Linked DNA regions of Sus scrofa: region 1 is linked to region 2. A link is a contact called in public promoter capture Hi-C data. All regions are on one chromosome and are shown on one strand. Each heading gives the region's core, a stretch centred on a gene start, on an enhancer-like site or on the middle of the called end of the contact. The rest is flanking DNA. Distances are from core to core; before and after follow the strand shown.

Region 1 (3,967 bases), core at 666-3,165, 120 kb after region 2:
TGTGGGGGGGAGCAGGAGACAACCCCATAATCCTCCAGGCCTCACCCCCCTACACATATACACCCTCAGGGAACAGAGAGTTCCCATCTTGTTTAACCCCTCGCTGCCCAATCTGGAGCCCCCTGCTCCTGACAGTGTCCCCTCCTCCAGGAATAAGTTGGGGGAAGGGGGAAATAGCTCCACTGACTCATGCCCGGCCTCAGCTGCAGCTAGGGGTCTCTGAGGCATTCAGGTGGGGGTCAATTCAAGAACACCCTCCACCTGGCCCGGAAGCCAGGACAGCCTGCTGGTCTCCCCCACTCCCCAGCACCCACTTCCGGTGTCCCAAACTAGGTCAGCAGCGCTCGTTTCCTGTGGGTCAGCTAGCACCCGCGCCTCTGCCCCTCCCCTGCTCCGGACCCGGGCTCCCTGCCCCCCCCCCAGGGCGCCCCGAGGTCTCACCACGTCTCAGCCGCCCTTTGATACGTGGGGGTTGTGCGGGGCGGGGGGCAGGGGACCCGCCCTCTCTCCAAACACCAGCAGGGCCGGGGCGCCCGGGCAGGCACGTGTCCGGGCACAACCCGCTGCCCACGCCGCCCCCCCACACCCAGGCCCCCCCTTCGCTCTGGCCGGGACACGTCGCTCTCTTACTTGGTGTGGGGTGGGAGGGGAGAGAGAAAGCTGGAAATTGAAAGCAGCGCCCCCCACCCCTTTGAATGGCAGCCCTCTGCCAGCGGCGCTCAGACTAGGTTCTACAACAACACAGTAGAGACCCCCACCCGGGGTAGGGGCAGGTGCGCCGGCGCCGGTGGGGGAGACGGGTGGTAGGGAGAATTCTTCCCAGTCGCCCACCCTGGCTCCTAGGTTCTAGGGGCAGGAGCTGGCTTTGAAAAGGTGGCGGCGGTACTGGAGCCTGAACGAAGAGAGTGAGATAGAGGGGCGGCAAAGAGAGGGGTCTTTCTAAGTCATTCGGAGGTTGTCGCTGAGCCCCACTGTCGGCAAGAGAGCGCAGCTCTGGAAGCGCAAGAAACCGAATAGTCCAGCCGGTAACTTTCCCCCAAGCCGCGGCTCCTCCAGTGCTCCCCCCACCCCCCATGCAACTGGCCCGGGTCCAACCCACCGCGCCAGGGGGCGCGGTGGGGGTGGGGGGGAGCGTTGTCCTAGTTAGAGTCCGTCAGCATTTCCATTCCCTCAACTCGGTCGGGTCGGGGGTCTCCCCCTAAAGTCACGAAGGAGACTGGGGGAGCGCTCAGCGCCGCCTCACCCTCTCTCCATCCCGGAGCCGCCAGTCTGTCTGATTCCAGAAGTGCAGAGAAAGTTTCTGCGGGACCCTCGGCCTTGGGTTGGGGGGGGCAGCCGTAGTTCCATCTCTACCTTTCCTCCCAGTTAAAATCAATTCCAAAGACCCGGAGTATTGGGAAGGCACCGGGAAGGGGAGTGGTGGGAATCTGGTCTGCATGCGTGTGTGGGGGGGGTCCCACTTTCAGGACGGACGAAGGACACTGCAGTAGTCTCAAGCCTAGGGGACCCTGAGGCAGGAGACAAAAATGGGGTACACTCACCTCTCCGCCTTTGGGTCCGCTGGCTGGAGCTGCTGAGGCTCAGGGTGTGGGGAGAAACGCGTCCCCGGCCAGGCCCGGGGGCTTGGGGCCCTGCTCCGGTCCTGGTCAGAAGGCCGCGGTCAGTGGCTCGCCGCTCTCTGCTGGGGGGCTCCTCCTCCGCAGCCCTCTGCCTCCTCCTGCCGCCCGCCCCCCCTCGGCCGCTGAGAACCGTACATTCACCTGGCTCCCACCCGCCCCCCCCTCAGGGCCCGCCTCACCTGTCCTGCTGTCTCACCTGTCCTCCTGCTTGCTTTCCCCCCATCCCTCCCCTCCCTCCCCCCGCCCCCTGCCACCCCCCAAACTCCCCCCCACCCTTAGCAACACCCTCTGTCACTTCCTGGTTTTTCACCCGCCCCCCCAGGCCCCCTCCCTCCGCCCAATAAGGACATAAACTTCAACCCCTTGGTCCAGCCAGTCTCTGCAGGGCGCAAATGGATCCCTCCCTCCTTTTTCGCTCTCTTCTTCCAAGCTCTTACTTTGCTCTCCGAGCCTTTCCCACCCTCCTCTTTTCCCTCCTTCCTTCCTTCTCTCTTTCTCCCTTCACCTGCCGCGGTCCTTCTCCCCCCCTCCCTCTCCCTCTCCCTCTCCTCTTGCTCCTATCTCTCCCAGTCCACCTTAACTCTAGCTCCGCCCTCGACCCCCTTCCAGCCCTCCGCCGCAGCTCCGCCCTGCCCCCTGCACTCCACCGCCCTGTCCACCCATTGGCCTGAACACCTGCCCATCTCAAGTGGGTCCCGCCTTGCGTTCTTCCAGGGAGGGGGCGGAGCCGAGGGACTGGCCCGAAACCTGGAGGAGGGGAAGAGGAGGGGGCAGTGTCCGCAGCGGCCAGGGAACCGAGCACCCCCATCAAGGGCTCCCACTCCTCCCAGAGGGGCTTCTGTAGGGTCAGCGCCTCAGGAGGGAAGGGTATGAGGAGGTTAAAGATAGCCTAGGTGGGGGCGAGGCGGGGATTTAGGGGATTGAAGGAGGGGGTCCCGTGAGGGGCTAGAATCAGGTCAGGGCCCCAGGAGGTAGGGGGAGGGGAACCACCCGGCCATCAACTCCAGCTCCTACGCCCCAGCCCCCCGCCCCTTAGAGGGAGCGGGGGAGTTGAGGCTGCAGGCACCCTGCGTCCCTCCCCACGCGTGACAGCGCCCCGCAGGGAGGGAACGGCGCCCTGGGCAAGCAGCCTCTGAGCTCCAGCCGGTGCCCGCTGCGGCCTTGGCATTGTCAGAGGGGAGGGGCCAAGTCCACGAAGGGGGAGGGGGAGGCAAGCACACACTCCTGCTCCCCGCCTCCATCCGTCGTCCCCTAAGTGGAGAAACTGAGTCTCCGTGAAGGAGGGACCTCTGGACTTGAATTCGCTCCGAGATCCAAGTGGCAGGGGGGGGGGGCTGAGTCTTTTAGAATGGGTTTGCGGGGGGACCAGGATATGTACTTCAGTGCCCCCAACTGAGGAAGGTAGCGCGTGTGGGACGCTTCCAACTGGGCCTGCGGCGCTACGTACCCCAAAGAGCCCCTCCCACTAGTGTAAAACGGATTCAAATCCGGCTACCGCGGGCCAGGTTCCGCTCCCCGCGGCCGGCCGGGCCGAACCGGGTCGGACTTGCTTTCTCCAACCCCAGCCCCCTCCGCAGGGGGCCTCCCTCCCTTTCCAGCAGGTGGCTCCGCGGGACACCAGCTCAACCTGTTGGACCACAATGGGCGGCGCCAGGGGGGCCCTGGCCCTCACCCGGGCTGACCCGGGATCCCCGCTCGGGGGGGGGGGGGGAGGGGCGGAGTCCCTTTCCCTCCCTCCCTCTCCCTCCGGCCGTGACTCAGCCTCGGGGCCGCTGCCCTGCTCCCCAGCCAGGGGCGGAAAGTGTGAGGCGCCCCTGAGGGCCCAGGCCAAACCAAACAGCCCCCCACCCCAGACATTATCTCACTGGAGAATTAGGGGGGCTCTAGGAAGGAGGGGTAGCAGCAGCAGGCATGGGGCGCTCTCACTCGGGTGATCCGCTCCAGGTTTTCCTATCGTCCCTGTCCCCCTTGGGTCCCGAGGCTGGTCACTGCTCCGGGTTTTCTTCTCGCCCCGCCGGACAGATACCGGTTCTTGAGGGCTGGGAGCCGATGGTGTCCAGGCCAGGGTTTTTCCCTCCCTTCTCCAGCCGTCGGGGTCGCGCTAGCGTGGGGAAGGGCCGTGCCAGGGGAAAGACGGCTGTGCCAGAAGCACAAGTGAAAAGGACAGGAGCTGCTTCAGGGTTGAGAGGGCATGGCCCGAGGAAATGGGGGGCGGGAAAATGGCTCAGAGAGGGCAGAACCAGGGCCGCCAGAGGGAATAGAAAGGAGGGCGCCTTGGTATCAGCCCTTATTATAGAGAAGCGAAGGGGCCCAGTCCCCCATCTCAGGGGGTCCCACCAGGCGTCTTG
Region 2 (4,072 bases), core at 539-3,038:
AGCCCTTCGTAACCCTTTAACCCCCTTCCCGGCCTTTGGAACCTTTCCCATGACCTCGCTCCCCTATTCTCTCCAGTTTTACTACCTGAATCTCAGAAGCAGGTGACTCCCCAAAGCCTACGCACACAGAGCATGTACCTCACTTGTGCCACCCAAAGGGCCCTTGGTGGTGCTGGTGGTGGGGTCTTTCCAGGGACACTTTAAATACAGAATGAACACTTAATACCTGCACCCAGGTCCCTGCTGAAGGGTCCTCGCAGGATTACAGTGAGCATTCTGCCTACTCCTAATGTCGAGACCTGTCAGTGTAGGCAGATGGCCAAGTGACACCCAAGGAGAGGCACAGGGGCTTTCACCGTGGAAGGGCCTAGAACAAGAGCTCTGGCGGCCAGGGAGAGTGGCCCCTGCTGGAGGCAGGAACTGCTCAGCGTGGGTCCCTCACTTCGGAGTAACAGGGGTGCCAGAGGGAAGGAAAGAAGCGCAGAAACCGTGCCTGTGCAAGCCGACGCGGGCAGGGTCCCGCCTGGGGGTGGGGTACTGCCAGTTACGGGGGAGAAGGAAATCCACGGGATCCCTCCCGCCGCCGGTCACCGCCCCCCCCAAAGACTCAGGTTAGGGGGTGGCTGGGACAGTTAACCTGGACACGGGGAGCAGTGCCAACCGGGCGCCCAGGCTGTCGGCCGGAGACTCGGGCTTACTTGGGGTTTGAACTGTTCCAAAAGACGGTGTGGCGGTCAGCAGCGGCCAGACTGCAGCACAGACCCAAGAGAGGGGCCCAGAGGAACTCCATAGCGCGGGGCCTGGCCAGGCCGGCCGGGGACGAGGGGGCTCCTCGGGGTCTAGGTTCCCGCTGGCCTGTTTTCCCCGCAAATATTGTTCCCATAACTTCAGAAAACTCAAGAACAAAGAACAAAGGGTCCGATGGAGCTTCTTCCTCCCAGTACCATTTGCCTCACAGCCCTAAACCTGCCCAGGAGAAATTAACTCCTTCCTGCCCAAAGCCCTTCGTAACCCTTTAACCCCCTTCCCGGCCTTTGGAACCTTTCCCATGACCTCGCTCCCCTATTCTCTCCAGTTTTACTACCTGAATCTCAGAAGCAGGTGACTCCCCAAAGCCTACGCACACAGAGCATGTACCTCACTTGTGCCACCCAAAGGGCCCTTGGTGGTGCTGGTGGTGGGGTCTTTCCAGGGACACTTTAAATACAGAATGAACACTTAATACCTGCACCCAGGTCCCTGCTGAAGGGTCCTCGCAGGATTACAGTGAGCATTCTGCCTACTCCTAATGTCGAGACCTGTCAGTGTAGGCAGATGGCCAAGTGACACCCAAGGAGAGGCACAGGGGCTTTCACCGTGGAAGGGCCTAGAACAAGAGCTCTGGCGGCCAGGGAGAGTGGCCCCTGCTGGAGGCAGGAACTGCTCAGCGTGGGTCCCTCACTTCGGAGTAACAGGGGTGCCAGAGGGAAGGAAAGAAGCGCAGAAACCGTGCCTGTGCAAGCCGACGCGGGCAGGGTCCCGCCTGGGGGTGGGGTACTGCCAGTTACGGGGGAGAAGGAAATCCACGGGATCCCTCCCGCCGCCGGTCACCGCCCCCCCCAAAGACTCAGGTTAGGGGGTGGCTGGGACAGTTAACCTGGACACGGGGAGCAGTGCCAACCGGGCGCCCAGGCTGTCGGCCGGAGACTCGGGCTTACTTGGGGTTTGAACTGTTCCAGAAGACGGTGTGGCGGTCAGCAGCGGCCAGACTGCAGCACAGACCCAAGAGAGGGGCCCAGAGGAACTCCATAGCGCGGGGCCTGGCCAGGCCGGCCGGGGACGAGGGGGCTCCTCGGGGTCTAGGTTCCCGCTGGCTTTCGAGGCGGCTCACTCAGCACCGTGCTCACAGCTCTGGCCCCTACGCCTCGCGACTCCGCCTTTTGGGCCGGCGCCGCCCGACACCCCGCCCCGCCCCCGCCCCGCCCCGCCCCGCCCCGCCCCGCCCGGCGTGCGGCCGCCCTGGGGCCTGGGGGCTGGGGAGGTGGAGGAGGGGAGGGCAGGGGGGAGGTGGAGGAGGGGAGGGCAGGGGGGAGGTGGAGGAGGGGAGGGCAGGGGGGAGGTGGAGGAGGGGAGGGCGGGGGGAAGCCGAGGGGAGCGCGCACCTCGGCCCGACAAATCTACTCAGCGCTGTGTGTTTGCTCACTCGTGGGTCCCTGTGCAGCTTTGTGGGCCTGTGCGGGTTGGTGGGTCAGTGTCCCGGGCGCAGTCGCGTGCGGGAGAAGGGAGCGGACTCCACATGTGGGTCTTGGAGCACGCGGGGGCCGGACCTCCCCGGCGGCGCTGCGTGCGGATCTTGCGGGGTGCGAGGCGGTTGATAGGTCCCGCATCTTTCCTGAGCCTTGCACACCCAAGCTCGGGCGCCCGCGTTCCCACACTCTTCTCCTACCCCAACCCCCTTCCCGGACTCTGCGATCGGCTGCCCCTCCCCACACACGCGGCTGTTTGTTTTTGTTGGGTTTGTCAATGTTGTCTTTGTTCGGGAGATTGTGTCATCGCCTAGATGCCGGGAATAAAGTGCGACCCTGTGTGTGATCAAGTGTGTGTAACATGTGCGGCCAGGGCTAAGGGCGCCTCTGTCCATCAGTGCCTGTGAGAGGGAGGGACATTCGGGATCCTGGGCCTGCGAGAGGGTTCGCTCTTGTTTCTAAAGGGCCAAAGAGCACTAATGATCTGTGTGTGTGTGTGTGTGTGTGTATGCCAACACACGTTGTGTACCCCTGCGAACAGGCTTTGAAATATGGACTGTGAGAATCTGGGCCTGAAGAGTGACAAACTGTAACTACACATGTGCATCTGGCATGTGTAAATACGTGTGATGGCGCGCAAGTGTGAAAGCATTTGTGAGTAGTATCACAGCGGCGTGTGGGGAAGCGTGTGAAACTTTGACGTACGTATGCTAATGTTTGTGAACAGCGCGTGAAGGGGAGGGGAAGCGTGCACAGGCGAGCTGTATCTGGGGGCCGGGGGCTGGGGACAGGCAATGGGTGTTGTTGTGCAGCGTCCCAGGCTGGGCGTCTGGGTCTCCCAGTCAGTCAGGCCCCGGTACCCAGCTCGCCCCCTCCCCCGCGCCGTGTAAACAAACCCTCTGGAATTCGCCTCTCGGGGCTCCTCTCCCCGCCGGGATCTGCTGCCGTCTGGAGCAGGGCTGGCGGGTGGGTGTCTGCCTCCCAGCTCTCAGAGTGGAGAGGGCGGGCAGGTGTTTGATTAGGCTCGTGTGTGTGTGTGTGTGTGTGTGTGTGTGTGTGGAGCTGGAGGGCCGACTGTTGTGTGCCTGCGTGCGTTTGGTGGTTCATGTGTGTGATTGTGGGGCTGTGTGCATGCGCGCCCAGAGTTGGTTTTGCGACTCTGTGCGCACCCTTGGCCAGCCTTTTCACGCGGCTGCGCAACGTGGGAAGCCGCAGACCCAGGGGCCCCGAAGGCTTGGGCCCAGCTTCCCTGGTTCCCAGGCTGTTTCATCCTCCTCTTTTACGGCCAGGCCTGGCTACAGCTCCCTGTAATTACTCGGGCCGGGACGCTGCGGCAAGTCCCGCGGTGACCCCCGCCGGGGAGGAGCCTGGAGCGGGGGGAGGGCCCGAGCTGGCCCCACCCCGCGTGGGGCGCAAGCGGCTAGAGGCCAGACTCGGCCCGTCCTGCCGCGCGTAGGATAAATATTTACCTAGCGCAGACTAGGTACTTGGCCCTGTGACCTCGTGTCCGGGTCTCGGCCAGGCTTTGCGCACGGACCCTACCCCACCCCCTCGCGCGCACCTGCCCCAGGCGACGTGCCCGGCCCCACGTTTACCCCAGGTGCAGCCCGCCCCTCCCGCCGGGGTCGAAGTCTACCCGCCGACCAGGCCCAGGGCAGCGCCTCACGCGCATTTTGCTCACCTGGGTGTCAGCCTCCCACGTGTCCCCGGTGGGATTACCCCGCCCCTGCTCTTGTCCCATAGACCGAAGTTCCACGAGGGCAGGGATTTTTGCTTGTTCACTACTGTATTGCCAGCGCCTGGCACAGCACCTAGCACACAGTAGGTAGTCAAGAAATCTTGGTAGA

The links. Promoter capture Hi-C pulls out the DNA fragments that hold promoters and counts their contacts.
Region 1: a promoter capture Hi-C map of liver shows a contact between it and region 2, with 4 times the contacts expected there. The contact joins the promoter of ZBTB7B here to the promoter of EFNA1 in region 2. A contact is called at or near these places in 1 of 5 promoter capture datasets (liver), 3 of 47 Hi-C or Micro-C datasets (epiblast stem cells and liver) and 1 of 2 datasets of contacts at active chromatin or transcription factors (alveolar macrophages).

The regions. Positions count from the first base shown.
Region 1 is chr4:94,794,807-94,798,773 of Sscrofa11.1, forward strand. ZBTB7B (zinc finger and BTB domain-containing protein 7B) reads right to left here and starts at 1,916. Exons shown (of 4, transcript XM_021089747.1): 1 at 1,799-1,916; 2 at 1,542-1,642.
Region 2 is chr4:94,671,654-94,675,725 of Sscrofa11.1, forward strand. EFNA1 (ephrin A1) reads right to left here and starts at 1,789. Exons shown (of 5, transcript NM_001123110.1): 1 at 1,698-1,789. The coding sequence starts at 1,789. LOC106510138 (a long non-coding RNA gene) reads right to left here. Exons shown (of 3, transcript XR_001308360.2): 2 at 3,907-4,036; 3 at 2,246-2,331. It overlaps LOC102158536 (a long non-coding RNA gene), which reads left to right and starts at 2,323. Exons shown (of 3, transcript XR_002343426.1): 1 at 2,323-2,926.